3 separate regions of the Gossypium hirsutum genome follow, and all the other regions are linked to region 3. Evidence: chromatin contacts called from public Hi-C data. All regions are on one chromosome and are shown on one strand. Each heading gives the region's core, a stretch centred on a gene start, on an enhancer-like site or on the middle of the called end of the contact. The rest is flanking DNA. Distances are from core to core; before and after follow the strand shown.

Region 1 (2,700 bases), core at 115-2,614, 350 kb after region 3:
ACTTATTAATTCCAGAATTCCTTAACATCATCAGTGTTGCCCCAATATTATACTTCAAATCATATATAATTTTGATACCAGAATTAATGACTACTATTTCCTTAGGTGACCACTTCCGAGATGCTCTCGCTTTCTAAATTACTGGACTATTCAAATTATAAAATTATTTTAGCTTTAGTACAACTAAAAATTGAGTTATTTACATTTTGTTTGTTAAATTATCATCTTATAGTTTAGTCAATTAACTATTAAAATGTAATATTATTCTTATGTTAACTTCCAAATTCAAGAGAGACTTAGGCCCCTAAAATCAAATTAAATTTGGGTTATAATATTTCATAATATCTGATAATGCTAAATAATTAGCAAAGAGTAGGAAAATTATTGTAACCTTAGAAGCATTTGCTTTTGGATTTTCTAAAGCTTGTTATTTCCGACAAATATATTTACAAGTATCCCCAACCTTAAACCCAATGTCATTAACACAAATAATTAAAAGGAAAAACAATTAAAAACATTATACCATCTACATTAAATTCCTAAAATGCCACCACCACCAACCGCCATTACAGCACAGCTTCAGCTTTACCTTCTTCACCACCTCCTGCATGATTCATCCCATAACCTAACAACGTTGCCGTTTAACGCCGTCAAATCCTGATAACGGTACCACCCTGCTTCCCCTTTCCTCAACCTCAACACTCTTTCCCAACTCTCCCACCACTCCCCGCAGCACCTCCCTTCACCACCGTCACTCCATTCCGTTACCGTCATCCCACCGTCGACGTCTACGTCATCATCCACGTAATAAACAGTCAACTTGATTTTTCCTCCTTTGGTCACCAACTGCGAACCGCTTGTTTCTGAGACGGAAGCTGGAGGGGCCGGGGGAGTTGAAACTGAAGCTGAAGGGGTCGGCTTTTCATCGGCGCCGAGAATCGGTCGAGACTCATCATGGGCACGATCAGAAATAGACACCGAGAGCTTCTGGTCATTACTTTGAACGGAGGCGCCGACGACGGCTCTTATCCTCCAAAAACTAACCGCAGCAGTGAGAACAGCAATCCACGTCCACAGATTATGAATAACCGTGAAAATCCCAAAACTCACATAGTTAAATGCCAAAGCTTCGAGTGGAGATTCCAACACCTGATTCATTTTTGTTTGGTCCGCCAACTCTAAAATTCGGCTGTCTGAAGATATTCTAGTCTTGGTTCTGTTTCTGTGTTTTATAAGGGAAACTAAAAATCAGAGGCCTATAGAAATGGTAACGTAGAGGAGAAAGAGAACACGACAAAGAAAGCTAGGCCATAGATGGAGAGAGCAAGTTGAGGAGATTAATGGAGATGCTAATTTGCTAAGATTGATCCATTTACTTATACCCAATTAAAAAACATGGGCAGGTGTGAAATCAGGAGGGTTGATATTTACCGTCCCTTGCCCTTCTCGTAAAAAGCTGACCATTCGTTTACTGCAGCAGAATATATAACGATTTCTAGGGTAAATTGTAATGAAAAGTTAATTAAATTATTAGTAAATTTATATTTTAATTATTTTATTTTAAAATATTATTAAATAATTTATTAAATTATTTAAAAAATTTTATTTAAATCATTCAATTATTTTAAAATTTTTATTTAAATTACTAAATTATTTAAATTTTAATTTAAATTCATGATACTCAAAATAGTTTAATAAAAATATTAATTTATAAAAGAGAAAGAGAAAAAAAAACATTCTATTAGTAGAAACAATGTGAACAGAAAAGATAATACAATAATAATTTTAATAATTAAATGATTTAGATAAAAAAAATTTAATAATTTAATAGTTATTTTTGTAAACTTCTAAAAAGTTGTAATTTGGACTTAAGTAATTTACCCTTCCTGTATATATGACTTAAGTATGGAAAATATCTCCTCCCTTGGGCCCTCCACTCAAATTTTAAAAAGAAATTGATAATATGAAACTATTTCATAATATCATTGTCCATTTTCAATAAAAAAAAAAGTAACATAAAAAGATAGTATCACGACATAAAATCACAGTTTCTCAATTTCAAGACGTGGAAGGATTGTTTTATTTGGTTATAACTGCAGTTACCGTTCACTCAGCGTTAATATAAAAAACATGCGTTTAATGCTTCGTGCAATCTTTTGAATCGGATTGAAAATGATCTGTTCTCAAGGAATTATCCAATGGGTCTTTTGAGTTAAGGAACGAAGATGAGATTAAAAGTCCGATTCCAACAGTTTTGAACTTTTCAATGGCGTTTAATGCTTCGTGTTCCAAAGCACTAAATGTCTTCGGCGAGGACGTCTATTTGTTCTTGGAACAACAACAGTGCCTAATGGTAAACGTTTGAAGCAAGGACGATCAACGGAAGGTCGCGGGTGGCGAGTGGCGGTAAACTTGGTAATTTTATAGAACACTTGGGGTTTGTTTCATTAGCTTGGGCTTTAATGGCGGATTCATATACGTTGAAGTAAAAATAGTAGATGCAAAAAACGGTGGCGGGTTGAATCCAAAATAAAGATGTCGGGATGTGATGTTTACGCGCCAACTCCGTGGCCCAATGAAGGAACAAGGAGTAGACAATGCAAGTGATGGTTTGCGTTCGTTCTTACTGCTTGTTATAAACTCGAAGATGGCTTCTTTGCCTCGTCGCCTAAGTTCAGACAGGTAATGGTCTGTGTCATC
Region 2 (2,719 bases), core at 164-2,663, 380 kb after region 3:
CTTATTAGTATCCAGATCTCATCAAATGTTTGTCTGAGTTCAATCATATTTTCTAATGTAACTGTCATCCAAGATTAAGCTCTATTAGTCTATTTTGCTATCCCTTTGACAAATCCAATAATGCCACAATGACCAACGTTAATCAAATCATTCCATCTCCTTAGAAAATAAAATCAATGCCATACTATTTCCTTTCTGTAGACAAGACAAGAGACCGTTCTTTCATAAGAAAACTGATCTACACTAAGTCATCATAAGCTCATCAAAAACTACAATAATTTCATTATGTTAACAACGAATATGTTCAAGACTATCTAAAGCAAAATCATTTGCTCATTCACTAGCATAGTTAACACATTTCTTCTCCTGATATCATAACTAGCTAACCATGAAAGAAGCTAATCTCATTAGAGTTCACAACTAAAACTTCCACTTTAATCCTGATAAACTGCTATGTTTTCCATCATTTACACTCCACAGTCCAATATTCCCTACAGGTCAAGCATGTCATAACCGGCAGGATAACTTGGCCAATTGTCAACAACTACCAAATATATATATATATTTTTTATTGAAATATAAGAAAATAATCATCACTAACCGTAGACCACTGGTAATGACTGCAATGCCTTTGTTTATATCTTGATCTAGACATATATGCATATCCACCTGTCAAAAAAAATGCAATGTGTATATCTTGCTCAAAAAGATAGTTTCATACAAACCATGCATTTGTAGGAGCCTAAAAACTATACCACAATCATCAAAACAAGTTGTCAACTTAGTAACTAAAAGGGTATCACATTTTTATTTAGAAATATCTCTAAATATTAATATTGCCAATAGCAAATAATAAAACTAAAATTCAAACCATAAGAAATGAAGTCAAATTGAAAAGAAAAGTATACCTCTTGATAGCTCCTTGGCAACCCGAAATCCAACTCTACAAAGCCTAGAAATTAACATAACTCGAAATAGAAAAGCAGGCCCTATTTAAGGAGGAGGGGGGGAAGGCTTTAGAGCTAAAATTTTTCAAACTTTAACAAACACATCAAAGTCTAAATGGACTTGCATGTAGAGCGAATTAATCAATAAAGTTCAACTGGGTATTCATCTAAGCTGCTGCATATTGATATAGACAAGTACTTAAATCTCCAGAAAAGAAGACATAACGAAAAAAGTGAGTAAGCGACCTTTTGTAACGAGAGAAGAGGAAATTGGAACTTGGTCTGGGACAGTGATCTCTAATGCGCGTTAAGACGAAAACTCTGACTAGTTTTGAAGGCAAATGGTGGCCGCCGGCGAGGGCAGTTGGCTGAGGTTAGATGAACAAGTTTCTTTAGAATAATATGCGCCGTAGAGACTACCGGGTAGAAGATGAGAGATTGAACGACGCCGTTTGAAGGAACTTTGACACTAGGAAAAGGAAAATAAAATGTTATTGCAGTGGAGATGCGGGGGATCGAACGCTGTACCTCTCTCATGCAAGGCTAGCGCTCTACCATTTGAGCTACATCCCCTCGTGCTTACCATGTTCTAACTTCTTAATTAATACTTATTTTGAAAAAGTTAAATCAATTGAAATATAATATTTTCAATGATTTATTTCTTACATATTTGATAATACAAAATAAAAATAACTGAATAGAATTTTTCTGTGAAAAAGATAAGTAGATAATAGCTATTTATAATTTATTTTAATTTTTATTAAATTTTGATTTGGTTTAAAACAAAATGGAATATTTAAAAGTTAAGGATAAATGTAGAATATTTTTTATAACTTAAAATTTATATTTATCAAACAATCGAATTACATTCACTATTTAATTTTAAACAATATGTCAAAAAAATTATAATTTAAATTTAGTAATACTTAATTATTAAGTTATACATCACTCTATTTTCTTATATATCATACATCACCTTAGACATCATAATTAAACGTAAACTACATCTCAGGCCACATATCTATGCTAATTTTTTTTTCTATTTTTTTTATCTAATCATAAAAATTATAAAATAATTAATCAATTAATAGTATAAATTTTGTAACGGAAAGATGATTTGGCTATTTTAAAATAAGCATATTATAGTTTATAAATAATATATATATATATATATATATATATATACTTGGACGGTGTAAGTAAAGTTGTTTTCTAAAGGAAAATGATTGTTGATGTCGCTTATTCTAAAATAAATAAAGGTATAATTATTTATTGGCCCTTTAATTTTATAAAAAAATTATTTTAACCTTTTATTTAATTTTTAAGCTTCTTTTACTTATAAACTTGTGTTTTTTTGTCAAATTATATTAAAATGAATGAAAAATTAACATTATTTAACTTTGCTGACGTGAAATACACATAGACGACATATCAATATTTAATTAATTTTTTAAAAATTTAAAAATTATATAAAAATATTTTTAAAATTAAAAATCATTAAAATTATTTAAAATATTATTTTTAATATATATTTTTTAAAATTTTAAAATTAATTAAATTCTTTTGTGTCATTTATGTGGTAATTTACTTGTATTTCACGTCAGTAAAATTAATTTTTTATCTGTTTTAGAGCTATTTGATAAAAAATATAAATTTTAAGACTAAAAAAGATAAAAAAATTAAATTGAGGACTAAAATAAAATTTTTATAAGTTAAAAGGTAAAAAAATTATTATACTTAAAATTAAAAAATAAAATAAAATAGGGGGCTGC
Region 3 (2,700 bases), core at 107-2,606:
CGCAATTGCCTGGTATCAAAAATTAAAAAGTTATCATGAATATTCTTATATAATACTTAATACTTCATATTTGAACTTGACAAAAGTATAATTGTTGTATGTTTTCTTTCTTTTTAACCTTCAATTTGCAAATGATAAATGATCCCAAACCCAAACCTTTCCCCATTAGAATGAGGAAAGTTGCCACTCAGTTACATTAAATTTTACTTTTAGTCTTGTTAAGTGCTTCTTTCCATTTTTATGAAAATGGGATTTATAGGATTTCTCAAAAAGAGATATGACAATTTACACGAACAAATGTAGAGCATTAAAACAAAACTAATACTGAGCAATAATTTATTTAAACTAAAAACAACTTAGACGGGTATGGATGACATAGAAAAATAACCAAATATATAAACTAATAATCAAGAAAATCCCAGACTGCGTAGAACCCAAAGGCTATTTCGACCCAGAAAAAAAAAGCTGAATCAGAGCTAAAAGAAGAAAAAAAAAAGGATCAGTAAGAGAAATCAGACCTTCTGCAGAATTTGCCATAAATCCATTTGGTGGAGCCTTCATGTTTACAATCTCGGATAATTTTTATTTTTTTTACAAAAAGAAAAATCTCTAAGGAACACAACCACTTCTTATGCTCCAACAAAACACAGAAAAGAAATCAACTTTCTTCACCATATAGTTACTTCCAGTCTTTTAGCTATCAACCACAACGGTTCAAAGAAGAATCATTTTAGCGGCATCCCTTGGTAGGAAAATCACCACAAACGCGCTTAAGGAAACGCCGGAGCTTCCATTAATAAATCACAAATCCCAAAAAAGAACTAAAACCCTAACTTAGAAAGCAAAACCAAAGGCAAAAAACCTTGTTCTTTCGCTTTGATTAGCTTGGTAAAAAGCTTTTGAAATGTTGGGTATTTTCAATCACGTGAAAGCATTTACTTCTCCAAAGGAATAAATCAGATTCCAGAGTTGAATCAGTTTAAAAGTAGCCGAAACCGTAAAGAACTAACTGCATGGAACATTAAAAACTGCTCCTCAGCTCATTTGAAGCTCATCGTTCTGTTTTCTAGAATCCGACGAGAAAAAAGAAAAGAAAAAAAGAAAGAAACTTTATGGGATCAAGGAGAAGGAAAAAAAAACACTTGTCGCCTGGAAATCACAGAACCAAAGCGAAAGGCCAAGCAAAAGCAGAGCAAAAAACAGCTTTCTTTTTTTCTTTTCTTTTATAAATTGTGAAACATGCCGACATATAAGAGACTGTGAAGGCTGAACTCTGAAGCAATCAGGCCTTCGGTAAATTAAAGGAAGTAAGGATTTTTTTTCTTTTTTACTTAATGAATTAAAATTGTAATCGTTGCGCGTGTGAATTGGCGAGTGGTGTTAGGCTATTAATAGGCGGACAGTTTAAGTTGGTACCCTTCTTTTCACTGTTTTGGACTTGGGAGGTGCGCGCGTGCGGCCTTGTGGGCGTGCGTAAAGGGTTCTCCTTGGAGTGAAAATAAGTATAGTTGGCGCTCGACTATAGGATAACAGTCTGGTTCAGATCCCTTATCAATTCTCATTTTGCATGGTTGAACTCCAAATGTGGGGTTCATTTAATCCAATAAGTTTTCGTTCAATAGATTAGTTGAAGCTTGTTTGTAATTAAATTTTCATAAATCTACTTATTTGAATCAAAGCATTGTAATGCTCGACTGATAGTTCAATCAAATTTAAATTTTTTGAGTTCAACTCATATAGCTTGCTAGTATTGAGACCCTAATTGTCATTTGAGGTTGTCTTGGTAATTTTATATCTTATTTTCTTCTTATTATCTTTCTAAAGGTTAGTTTAACATTGTTTTTGAAAAGTTTAGTTTAAGATATAAGTGTTTAGTATTACTATTAAAACGTGCTTTTAAGAAACAAAATATTCATTTTAAACATGATATTATCAAGTAATAAATATATATTTAAATAATATTCAAATTAATTAATATTATTATATTTTAGTAAATATATAAAAAATAATTTATTACAACTTGTTGTTAATAATTTACTATATGAAATATAAATTTTAATTATTTTTAAGTAATAAATTTTAATTATTTATAAAATTTAATTAGAATATATAAACTATATTTTAAATAATTAAATATAACCATTAAATATTTGTAATTAGATATGAACTATATTTTAAATAATTAAATATAACCATTAAATATTTGTAATTAGATATGAACATATTTGTATTATTTTAAAAAATACTTTTTTTATTTTTAATTTATAATTTTAACACATTTGTAATTAAACACCAAGAAAAAAAAAGAAAAAATATCATGTTGTTGGAGGGGTGAAAAAATAATTAAACACCAAAAGTGTTTTTTTTTTTGCAAAACTGTTTTTAAAAAGTAAAAAAATTCAGCCAAAATTAAATTGTTTAACACAATTTTTCTTCTAAAAGTGTTTTTCAAGCCAAAATTATTTTTTTAAGCAATATTAAATAAGGCCTTAATTTGGATCAATATAGTTCGGATCAATGTAGTTGGTTCCACGTCGATTCCAATTATACTACTCAATTCCAGTAATAAATTGAAACGATCATTTCTTTCTTTCTTTCTTTCTTTTTTTTGCATCGGTGTAAACTTTAGTTTGTTTTGATTGCATCAACCAAAATATTACACATAAGGCAACAGTGCATGAATAATGTTAAAATATATAT

Evidence for each region. Hi-C and Micro-C count contacts between places; a contact is called where the count stands out from the background.
Region 1: a Hi-C map of leaf shows a contact between it and region 3, with 2.3 times the contacts expected there. The contact joins the promoter of LOC107962187 here to the promoter of LOC107962189 in region 3. A contact is called at or near these places in 14 of 34 Hi-C or Micro-C datasets (callus, hypocotyl, leaf and 2 more).
Region 2: a Hi-C map of leaf shows a contact between it and region 3, with 2.6 times the contacts expected there. The contact joins the promoter of LOC107963155 here to the promoter of LOC107962189 in region 3. A contact is called at or near these places in 6 of 34 Hi-C or Micro-C datasets (hypocotyl, leaf and seedling).

Annotation. Positions count from the first base shown.
Region 1 is chrA06:22,678,373-22,681,072 of Gossypium_hirsutum_v2.1, forward strand. LOC107962187 reads right to left here and starts at 1,365. Exons shown (of 1, transcript XM_041115568.1): 1 at 402-1,365. The coding sequence starts at 1,158. The coding sequence ends at 595.
Region 2 is chrA06:22,704,790-22,707,508 of Gossypium_hirsutum_v2.1, forward strand. It overlaps LOC107963155 (adrenodoxin-like protein 1, mitochondrial), which reads right to left and starts at 1,414. Exons shown (of 8, transcript XM_041115932.1): 1 at 909-1,414; 2 at 602-669.
Region 3 is chrA06:22,325,707-22,328,406 of Gossypium_hirsutum_v2.1, forward strand. LOC107962189 (auxin response factor 7) reads right to left here and starts at 1,357. Exons shown (of 13, transcript XM_016898489.2): 1 at 519-1,357. The coding sequence starts at 561.